3 separate regions of the Sus scrofa genome follow, and all the other regions are linked to region 3. The links are chromatin contacts, called in public HiChIP or PLAC-seq maps. All regions are on one chromosome and are shown on one strand. The core of a region is the stretch at or near the end of the contact, and the rest is flanking DNA. Distances in the headings are between cores, read along the strand shown.

The links. HiChIP or PLAC-seq counts read pairs in DNA pulled down with a chosen protein or histone mark.
Region 1: a contact with region 3 is called in an H3K27ac HiChIP or PLAC-seq map of alveolar macrophages. The contact joins two enhancer-like sites. A contact is called at or near these places in 3 of 47 Hi-C or Micro-C datasets (liver, mesenchymal stem cells and skeletal muscle) and 1 of 2 datasets of contacts at active chromatin or transcription factors (alveolar macrophages).
Region 2: a contact with region 3 is called in an H3K27ac HiChIP or PLAC-seq map of alveolar macrophages. The contact joins two enhancer-like sites. A contact is called at or near these places in 1 of 47 Hi-C or Micro-C datasets (heart right ventricle) and 1 of 2 datasets of contacts at active chromatin or transcription factors (alveolar macrophages).

Annotation. Positions count from the first base shown.
Region 1 is chr14:99,239,432-99,242,434 of Sscrofa11.1, reverse strand. It overlaps a transcript of SGMS1 not described here. Among named protein-coding and RNA genes, the nearest start is that of SGMS1, 24 kb to the right of the region's middle. Within about 2 kb of position 1,409, at least 11 of the 83 cell types and tissues checked have an H3K27ac peak or open chromatin away from gene starts, as enhancers often do. A contact at or near this core is called in alveolar macrophages, where this site is marked.
Region 2 is chr14:99,169,957-99,172,717 of Sscrofa11.1, reverse strand. All of the region lies in intron 2 of SGMS1 (sphingomyelin synthase 1), which reads left to right. Among named protein-coding and RNA genes, the nearest start is that of ASAH2, 30 kb to the right of the region's middle. Within about 2 kb of position 1,382, at least 17 of the 83 cell types and tissues checked have an H3K27ac peak or open chromatin away from gene starts, as enhancers often do. A contact at or near this core is called in alveolar macrophages, where this site is marked.
Region 3 is chr14:99,393,364-99,396,151 of Sscrofa11.1, reverse strand. It overlaps a transcript of SGMS1 not described here. Among named protein-coding and RNA genes, the nearest start is that of SGMS1, 180 kb to the right of the region's middle. Within about 2 kb of position 1,386, at least 25 of the 83 cell types and tissues checked have an H3K27ac peak or open chromatin away from gene starts, as enhancers often do. A contact at or near this core is called in alveolar macrophages, where this site is marked.

The DNA.
Region 1 (3,003 bases), core at 160-2,659, 150 kb after region 3:
GGGGATTGGACCTGTGTTCCAGCACTGCAGCGACTCCACCAATCCCTGCCCCACATCAGGAACTCCTAAAATAGTTTTAGAATTTTTGATTACTTGCACTTTGAACTCCTAGTACCAGTATTTCTGTGCTCATAGGCTACTTGTTAAACTCACTTGCTTTGAGTTGAACTGATCAAGGGCTTCTGCATAATAGGTAACACCTTGGGATCTTATTTCTTTTGGGAAACAGCCTGTGGTATTGACAGAAAAGGCCTTAAATACACTGGGGTATTTGGAAAAGGCCCCTCAGGTCATGAAAATGGGAAAACATTAACTCTCTAAGATGTCTAAAATATAAAGGGGTAATTAAATTTGAATTTTGATTCAGGTTTCACCTAATAGTTGTAACAGAGCTGAACATTTAAGCGAGATGCTTTGGAGCCACAGCCTCATTTTACTTGTCACAAGAATGCCGAGAGGTAGAACGTTATTATCTCTTTTATAAACCGAGAAACAGCCTCAGCAAGTTTACATAATCCACTCCAAATTTCACAGCTAGTTAATTTAGTTTACATTTGAAAGTAGCCTTTAAGCGTTGTAATTTTTCCCTTGTGGCTCCAATTATTCCTATCATAGTGTTGATTTTTCTGTGTGAAGTAATCCAGAGGAGGTTCTTTGTTCAAAGGAGATTTTTAAGAGATTTTAAAAAGCTTCTCTGCCCCTGTGCCAAAATATCAAAGTTCAAGGAATAATTCATTTGCTTTGGAAGCTTGTGGTTTTCAAATATTAACTAAGCAAGCTTTCTTCACGAGGCTGCCTCACAGTTGTTGATTTGGGGGACCTTTTTTTCCTGAAGCCCTTCTGGTTCTGGATGTACAAATTCTTCTCCTCACCAGGTACAACTCAGCTGTTCTCTAATTGTAACACCCAACAGCTATGTCCTGGGATGTGCAGTGGTTGAATCTTTGGTGTGTGGTTGCACCCTGGCAGAATTTTGCATGCTCTGTGAAATGATGGTAAATTTCTGCTCACACTTAGGTTGGTGTTGAACGTGCTGGTTAGGAATGGTGAGGTCACAAGGCACACTCTGAGTGCTAGAACCTTTCTTGTTGGATGGAAGTGGGGAAGTTTCAGCATGTCTCACCAGGGGCAGCCAGTTCTGGGAGAGTCCATCTTCTGGAGTGTCTGTTGGGATGTCACATAATGCAGGAGGGCAATGTCACCTTCTTAGAGGACCAAGAACTGCAGTATCTGTTCTAGGACCAAGTATTGCTCACACCATGCCTCATCATTCTTGCCGTCTGTTTGACACTGTACACCCACCCACCTTCCCAGGCAAAGCAAGCCTGCTTTGGCCTCCTCCTTAAACTTACCTCTCTAAATCCCAGCTGCCTTTAGTGACTTGAGTTCTTGGGGATTTCGAAAAACCATGCCAGTGTGATGATAAAACCACTTGGGGGTGATCTTGAGAAACCCATGGAGAGGAGGAAGTATGCCAAACAACTTGATTTTCAAAACAGGGGAGACGGCAGAGTCTGGAAACCTTAAATGCAGAGCATATGTTGATGTTTAACAGATTATTAAATCACATTTTCAAAAAGATGGATTGGAGTCACTTAGAAAAAGTGGAGATCAGTATCTAGTATTACTCATCTTCAGTTGACCTCGTTTCTTTTTCCATAGTTACTGAACAAGTGTATCTGGACATGCCATAGATAGGACACATCTGCTCTGGCAGAATATATAACAAAGTGCTATGTGTTCTACTCAAGATGGACAGATGTGTTGGAGTTCCTGTTGGCTCAGCGGTAATGAACCCGACTAGTATCCATGAGTACTCTGGTTTGATCCCTGGCCTTGATCACTGGATTAAGGATCCAGTGTTGCTGTGAGTTGCGGTGTAGGTCGAAGACACAGCTCAGATCCTGTGTTGCTTCGGCTTTGATGTAGGCCGGCAGCTGCAGCTCCAAATTGATCCCTAGCCCGGAAACTTCCGTATGTTGAGGGTGTGGCCCAAAAAAGACCAAAAACAAAAAGATGGACAAATGTGGGTTGCACAGCAGTATAGGCAAGTGCGCTTTTGTCTGGTTATACTCACAGAGGGATGATCAGTAGGGTGATGTCAGATGTAAACAAAGTGCCAGCAGTGTTCCTTGATGAGGGCATTTGGTACAGCAGGACAACAGAACGCACGTATTAGTGGAGGTAGAGAATTTAGATCCAAGCAGGTGATAATCCCACAGTTCTTTGAAGCAGTGTAGACAGTGGTTAAGAATTGGGACCTTGGAGCCTGGCCTTGGGCAAGTTCTTTGACCACTGTGCCTCGGTCTCTTCATTTATAAAATGCTGATAATACTTCCTCATACGGCTGTTGAAGATCAAATTAGATCGTTCATGTAAAGTGTTTAAAAACAGAGCCTGACTATAATTTGTATGTGTCATGCTTTAGTCTTTTGTTACTGCTACCTCTTTTCTTCTTAAGGAGGTAGTGAAAATTTCCAGGTTTGTGTCTACGTGCGTGTCCAGAACAGAGTAATCAGGTTTGGAGAGGGTCTAGAGACTATGAACAATGGTTGAAGACACTGGAATGTGTTCCTTAGTGTCAAAGCTCAGAGATAGTGATCATGAACCGTAAAGTGAAGTACAGGTGGTTCCAGCCAGTCTGAATCCTAATATATTTCATCCAGTCTGACAAGCGCTTCCTCTTACAGAGCTGTAGCTTGGTGTAAGAGAAATCTCCACGAATCCAGGATTTAGTAGAGCTCTTTCCTGGTATCAATGCAATCTTTAACCAATAATGTGATCTGAGACAGTTAACCCCGTGGCTTCCCGTGGGGTGTGATTTACCCCTCAGGGAACATTTGGCCTCGTCAGGACATAGCTTTGCTTGACACAGCTGGGCTGGAGAGATGTGCTACTGTCACTTAATGGGTAGAGGCCGGGGTTACTGCAAACATCCTACCATTCGCAGGACAGCCCTCCAACTAAGAGTTACCCTGTTCAAATGTCGATAGTGCTGAGGTT
Region 2 (2,761 bases), core at 133-2,632, 220 kb after region 3:
CCTGGGAACCTCCATGTGCCTTGGGAGCGGCCCAAGAAATGGCAAAAAGACAAAAAAAAAAAAAAAAAAAAAAAAAAAGAAAAGAAAAGAAAATAGCACTGGGAAGCTTCTTCAGAGTAGGTGGTGTGTAAGAGCTTTGAATGACAGGCAGGGTTCCAGGCGTCCAGGCAGAGGGAGTGGCTGGTACAGAGGTCCTACCTAAAGCGGAAGGGACTTGGTGTGATGCGTTCAAGGGCACTGAGGGCTTTGGACTGAAGCTAGAATTTAGGAATGATGGGGAGAACAGTGGGAGGCGAGGTTGGAGAGAGTCAGGCCAGGTCTTCCAGGGCCTCGAGGGCTTGGTAAAGGACTTGGATTTTATGCAAAGTAGTTGCTATTGGATGGTTTTAAAGGACATACTCTGTTTAACTGTTATAAAGTTGATTCTGCCTACTCTATGTAGAAGGGGTCTTACAGAGGCATGAATGGAATTAGGAGAGTAGGTTGAAGGTCATTGTGGAAGTTCATGCATGAATGACAAAATATTGAGAAGTGGATAACATTTCAGAAAAACTGGTCAAACATTGGGGGAATGTAAGCAAATCTAACTGGGCGTAGACTGTGTGAACAGTAATGAAAAGTAGATGATTTACTATTGGATATCTATGAAGATTTTTTTTTCAGTATTTTAATAATTAACATAATTATGATTATTATCAAAATAATGATATTATTTTGTAGAATAGTGTCAGTATGACATAATACACTGCATAAAAAATCTGAGTTAAGGAGTTCTCGTCTTGGTGAAGCAGAAACGAATCAGTCTAGGAACCATGAGGTTGTGGGTTTGATCCCTGGCCTCACTCAGTGGGTTTAAGGACCTGGCATGTAGGTCACAGACTTGGCTCAGATCTGACGTTGCTGTGGCTGTGGTGTAGGCCAGCTGCTACAGCTCCAATTAGACCCCTAGCCTGGGAACCTCCATATGCCATGGATGCGGCCCTAGAAAAGCAAAAAAAAAAAAAAAAAAAAAAAAAACCTGAGTTAAGTGGATTTTGAAATAGAGCTTAAATGTGAAGATGTTGCCTCACCTATTGGTACACTGCAGCACAGTCTCAAAATAAAATTGGGATTTCTTACACAGTTTAAAGCCATTGCCTAAATCTTTTTGTCTTGTGTAATATATTTATATTTCAGCTTCAACTCTCTGAACCACAATTTCCTCATCTGTAAAATAAGGATCATTGTAGTCTTGCACTGCAGGTTGTTTTAAGAACTAAATAGCACGAAGTTTGGCCTGGAGGAGAAATTTGGCAAAATCTTAGCTGTTAATAACAGCCTGGGGAAATGCCTTGGTAATGAGCAATTCTCTGATTCATAAGAAAGATATCCTCTTGCTGGTGAGGAAGCCAATTTCTAGGAAAGTTGATTGGGATGATCCATATCAAGTGAGGCTTTGTTAAAGGTACAGCCAGCATCCATGTGCCAGATGAGCTATACACCTTGTCCCCAGGGCACATTAGTGGAATGTCCGAGCAGGTACCTGAACTGTGCGTAGGCCTCCGTGGCTGCTCCAAAGATATGGGCCTCCCTGCTCCGGGTCCAGATGTATGTGCGCTCTCTCCTGTTTATTGCCTCCTACTTTGGGCTATCGATTAGTTCCAATGCTCTGTCTCAGGACCTGTTTGTTTCTGAAAGCCAATAGCTTCCCTCAAGAGCTGGCAGAGCAGGTCTGAGCACTGAAAGAATTGTGTGTCTTCTGGCTCTGGCTCAGTTGAAAGAGATAGCTTGTGGGAAACGAAAGAACTTTCCAGTATTTTAATTTTACTTTCCAATATATTCATTTCCTTCATGGGTTTTCTTTTGGAATTTCAGACCAATGTATCATACTCCAAAAACAATGTAGTAGTGCTGTTTTCAGTCTATTTTGGGTAGTAATTAATCAGGTTCTGGGTACTTTTTCCTCTTTTAAGTAGGAATATTAAAAAGTTTAATAAAGTTACCCATTCTGGACATAAGATACTATTCTAACAAGTCTTAATAATTATCTATAAAATATTAACACTTTTATTCATATTTCCTTATCATCAAATTTAACAATTAATGTTATTCGTTTCTGTCAGAGAAAGAAGTAAGGAGCCTATTACTCAAATACTTGGGGGAGGAATAGATAACTGGGACCCAGTACAGGTGTCTGTGAGGTCATTGCAAAGTGTGAGCAGATGGGAACCAGACTTCTTTCCAACATGGAAAGAGGGATGGATCCCCTTTGAGAGCAACCCCACTGGAGTTTTGAGAATCATAATGTGCATCTTGTTCTTGGCATTTGCCAAATCTCTGGAAATACCTCATTAAGATTTCTTCTGTGGCTTTTTTGTTACCTTGTTACAATTTAACTACTTTAAACCTCTTTTTTTTTTTTTTTTTTTTTTTTAGCACATCTTGAACTTTTAAACTTAAGCAGGAAAGAATTCTAAGGTGTAAAATTCTTTAAGGAAATACATATCTTAATAGCATACAATTTTTGGAAACACTTTTATATCCTGCTTTTTAAAGTTTATGGTAGGAGATTCTTGTATAATATTATACATTGAAGATGCTCTAAGCTTAATTTCAAAAAGATTAAGTAAATGCCAAAAATCAGAAAATTCTTACTAACAGCCACTTCCAAGTTGTCACCATGTTAATATTGATGAAGTCACATGGATAAAGTCATTTGACTTTTTCACTTCAAGTCAAAAAGTAAATATGACTGAATTTTTAATGTTTGTTACTTTTAAAG
Region 3 (2,788 bases), core at 137-2,636:
CCAGTGGAGAGCATCGCTGCGTTCTGGTTGTCACAGGTGCTTAGGGTCAGAGGCAGCTGTCAGGGCTGTGTGATCCCCAGAGCCAGAGCACTGGGCTTACAGTAAAGTCATATTGCAGATGCCTTTAAAAAACTTGTACGCCTTCATCCAAGTACAGAAAACAAAAATTGATGACCATATCTGGCGTTGTCACTGCTGTGGCACAGGTTCCGTCCCTGGCCCAGGAACTTCCACGTGCCATGCATGCAGCAAAATAAATAAATAAATAAATATTGATGGTCACAATGTAAACATGTTGCCGTTACCAGGCCAAGAGATAGACCTTGTCCACCCCTTTAGCAGCTCCTCTGTGCTCTTCTCAAGCATGACCCTCTCCCTCCCCACTGGGTGGCTTCCTTATACCAGTCACTTACTTGTGGCAGGTGCTTTTTCATCCACACTGTGTCGCATTCTTTCTGCTGGTTCTCCTCTCTAACTGTGTCCTCCTGGGGGACTCAGGAAAGCCAGTGCTCTAACCTGTGGTCTCCGGGAGGCTGTACCTGATTCTGGCTCTTGGCTGTGTCACTGGAGCAGGACTGTCTCTGGGTGCAGGGGTGTTGTGTTCCTTCTGCATTTTAACCTCATGTGGAACAACAAGATTATTGGGCTTGGCCTGAGGCCCGGTGTTGGAAACGACCCTGGGTGGTATTTATGTCTCTTTTAGGCTGAACCCCTCCGGCCTCCTGTGGTGCCTTCCCTGGTGAGACCTGGTGTCAGGCCTGGCCTGGGAGCTGGCATCTGTGTACCTCTGGCACTTGGAGATGGATTTTCAGTACCTTCATTCCAAAGGACACACAGGTGTAATCAGAAACCCTGCACCTGTGGATCCTTGTAACTTAATCCCCAGTCACTAGGGGACTGATTGCATAGGAAGAAGGTTCCATAAAAAGAGGCTGTTATATAAGAGGATTTGGCATGGTTTCAGTATCATGGCATTTTAGCAAGGTGCATTTTGACTATGGTATAATGCATTCCTTTAATTGAATTAGCCATGTGCGATTATTTTGTTTCAGGAGCCACAAGACTGCTTGGCCTGTGTGTATAGAGTGCCTGTCCTGTGGACAAGGTCTTGGGACAGTGGCAACCCCAGTCTCCCATCTGGCCAGAGAATGATGGGTTCAAAAACAGCGACCATCAGGGGCTGATATCGAGGCCCAGGTGGCCCACCCCGTCCCACCACGTGCTATTAGATACCCCAGAGTGCCTAATAGGAAGGCACTGCAAGTGCCTAATAGGAAGCTGGCATCTGCCTGTAGTTCAGAGTGAAATTACTGCTCTGATGTTCTCAAGGCAGACGTTTGATGCTGGGAATGAGTTGCTGAAGCTGCCAGGAACTCTGCTGCCAAGGTTTTCTTTTGATTGGAAGTGCTGGATCATCTAGTAAGGGCCACAGCAGTGACCATGTCAGCTTCCATGACAGTGTTTTTCAAAGTGTGGTCTTTTTCTACCTGTGTGAATGGCAGGGGTACAGGGTGCTGCGTTTGTGTGTGTGTGCTGGGGGAGGAGGGGATGCATGCAGGGAGTGTTAGGGGAAAGTAGATTCCTGAGCCCCATACCCACCAAACCAAAGTCTATGGCTATGGAAACCAGGAAACTACATTTTAATCAATTTAATCACAAAAGGCCGTCACCTGGCCTTTTGTGCACAGCTGACTCCTAGAATCTCTGATCTAGAAAGTGGTAGTTGGATTCATTCATTTGGGTTGGGGTAAGTTGAACTAAAGAGTGCCTGGGGCCTCAGACTTATTTGTTGATCTGAAAGAAGGAAATGCACACCAACTAGGCTGGACTCTGAGATTTTTAACTGTCTGTTGAACCCAGATGAGGATATGCTCTCTGGTGGCTTGGAGATGTTACTGCAGTCTCTCCTTCCTTGTTTCTCCTGGTTGTGAGTGATGGGCAAACTTCCGGAGTCCTCAGTGGGGGTGGTGTGAGCTCATCTGAAATAGTGGTCAGCAGAGACCAGCTAGTGAGCCTGGCAACTGTTTGTGGAAGTATTTCCAGCCTCACATACTCTGAAAGCCAAATGTTTCTTTGTCCTGCATCCTTCCGCCTTTGAATTTAGCTAGTAACTCAGTTCTTCCTATATCAGTTGAGAGTTGAATCATCAAGAAACATCTGAATTACCACATGGATTTTTTTGTTAAAGTCAGGGTCTTGGTAGCTGCTTTGAATCTCTCAGTGTACGAAGATAAAAGATTTGTTACTCTTTTTAAAAATTTTTTTTTTTTTTATTTTGCTTTTTAGGGCCACACCTTCAACATAGGGAGGTTCCCAGGCTAGGGGTCAAATCAGTGCTGTAGCTTCTGGCCACAGCCACAGCTACAGCCACAGCAATGCAGGATCCAAGCCCCGTCTGTGACCTACACCACAACTCATGGCAACGCCAGATTCTTAACCCACTGATCCCACTGATCGAGGCCAGGGATTAAGGCGCATCCTTGTGGATACTAGTTGGGTTTGTTACTGCCGCGCCACAATGGTAACTCCTAAAAGATTTGTTACTTGTGAAGGGCACTGAGCACCTACAAAAAAACTGGCATAAATGTGACTAGATAAGCACAGCTCATTCCTAGAATGTGAGAGTCATAGAGGGTTTGAGCGGGAAGGAACCCCAGAAATCTTCTAGTCCGGCAGCAAGCTTTGGCTCCAGATGGCTTGTGTTCTGTTTTGGCTCTGCCATTTGAGACAAGCTCTGTAACTTCACGCCTCAGTTTCCTCGGCTGTCAAGTGAGGGTTTCTTTGTGCT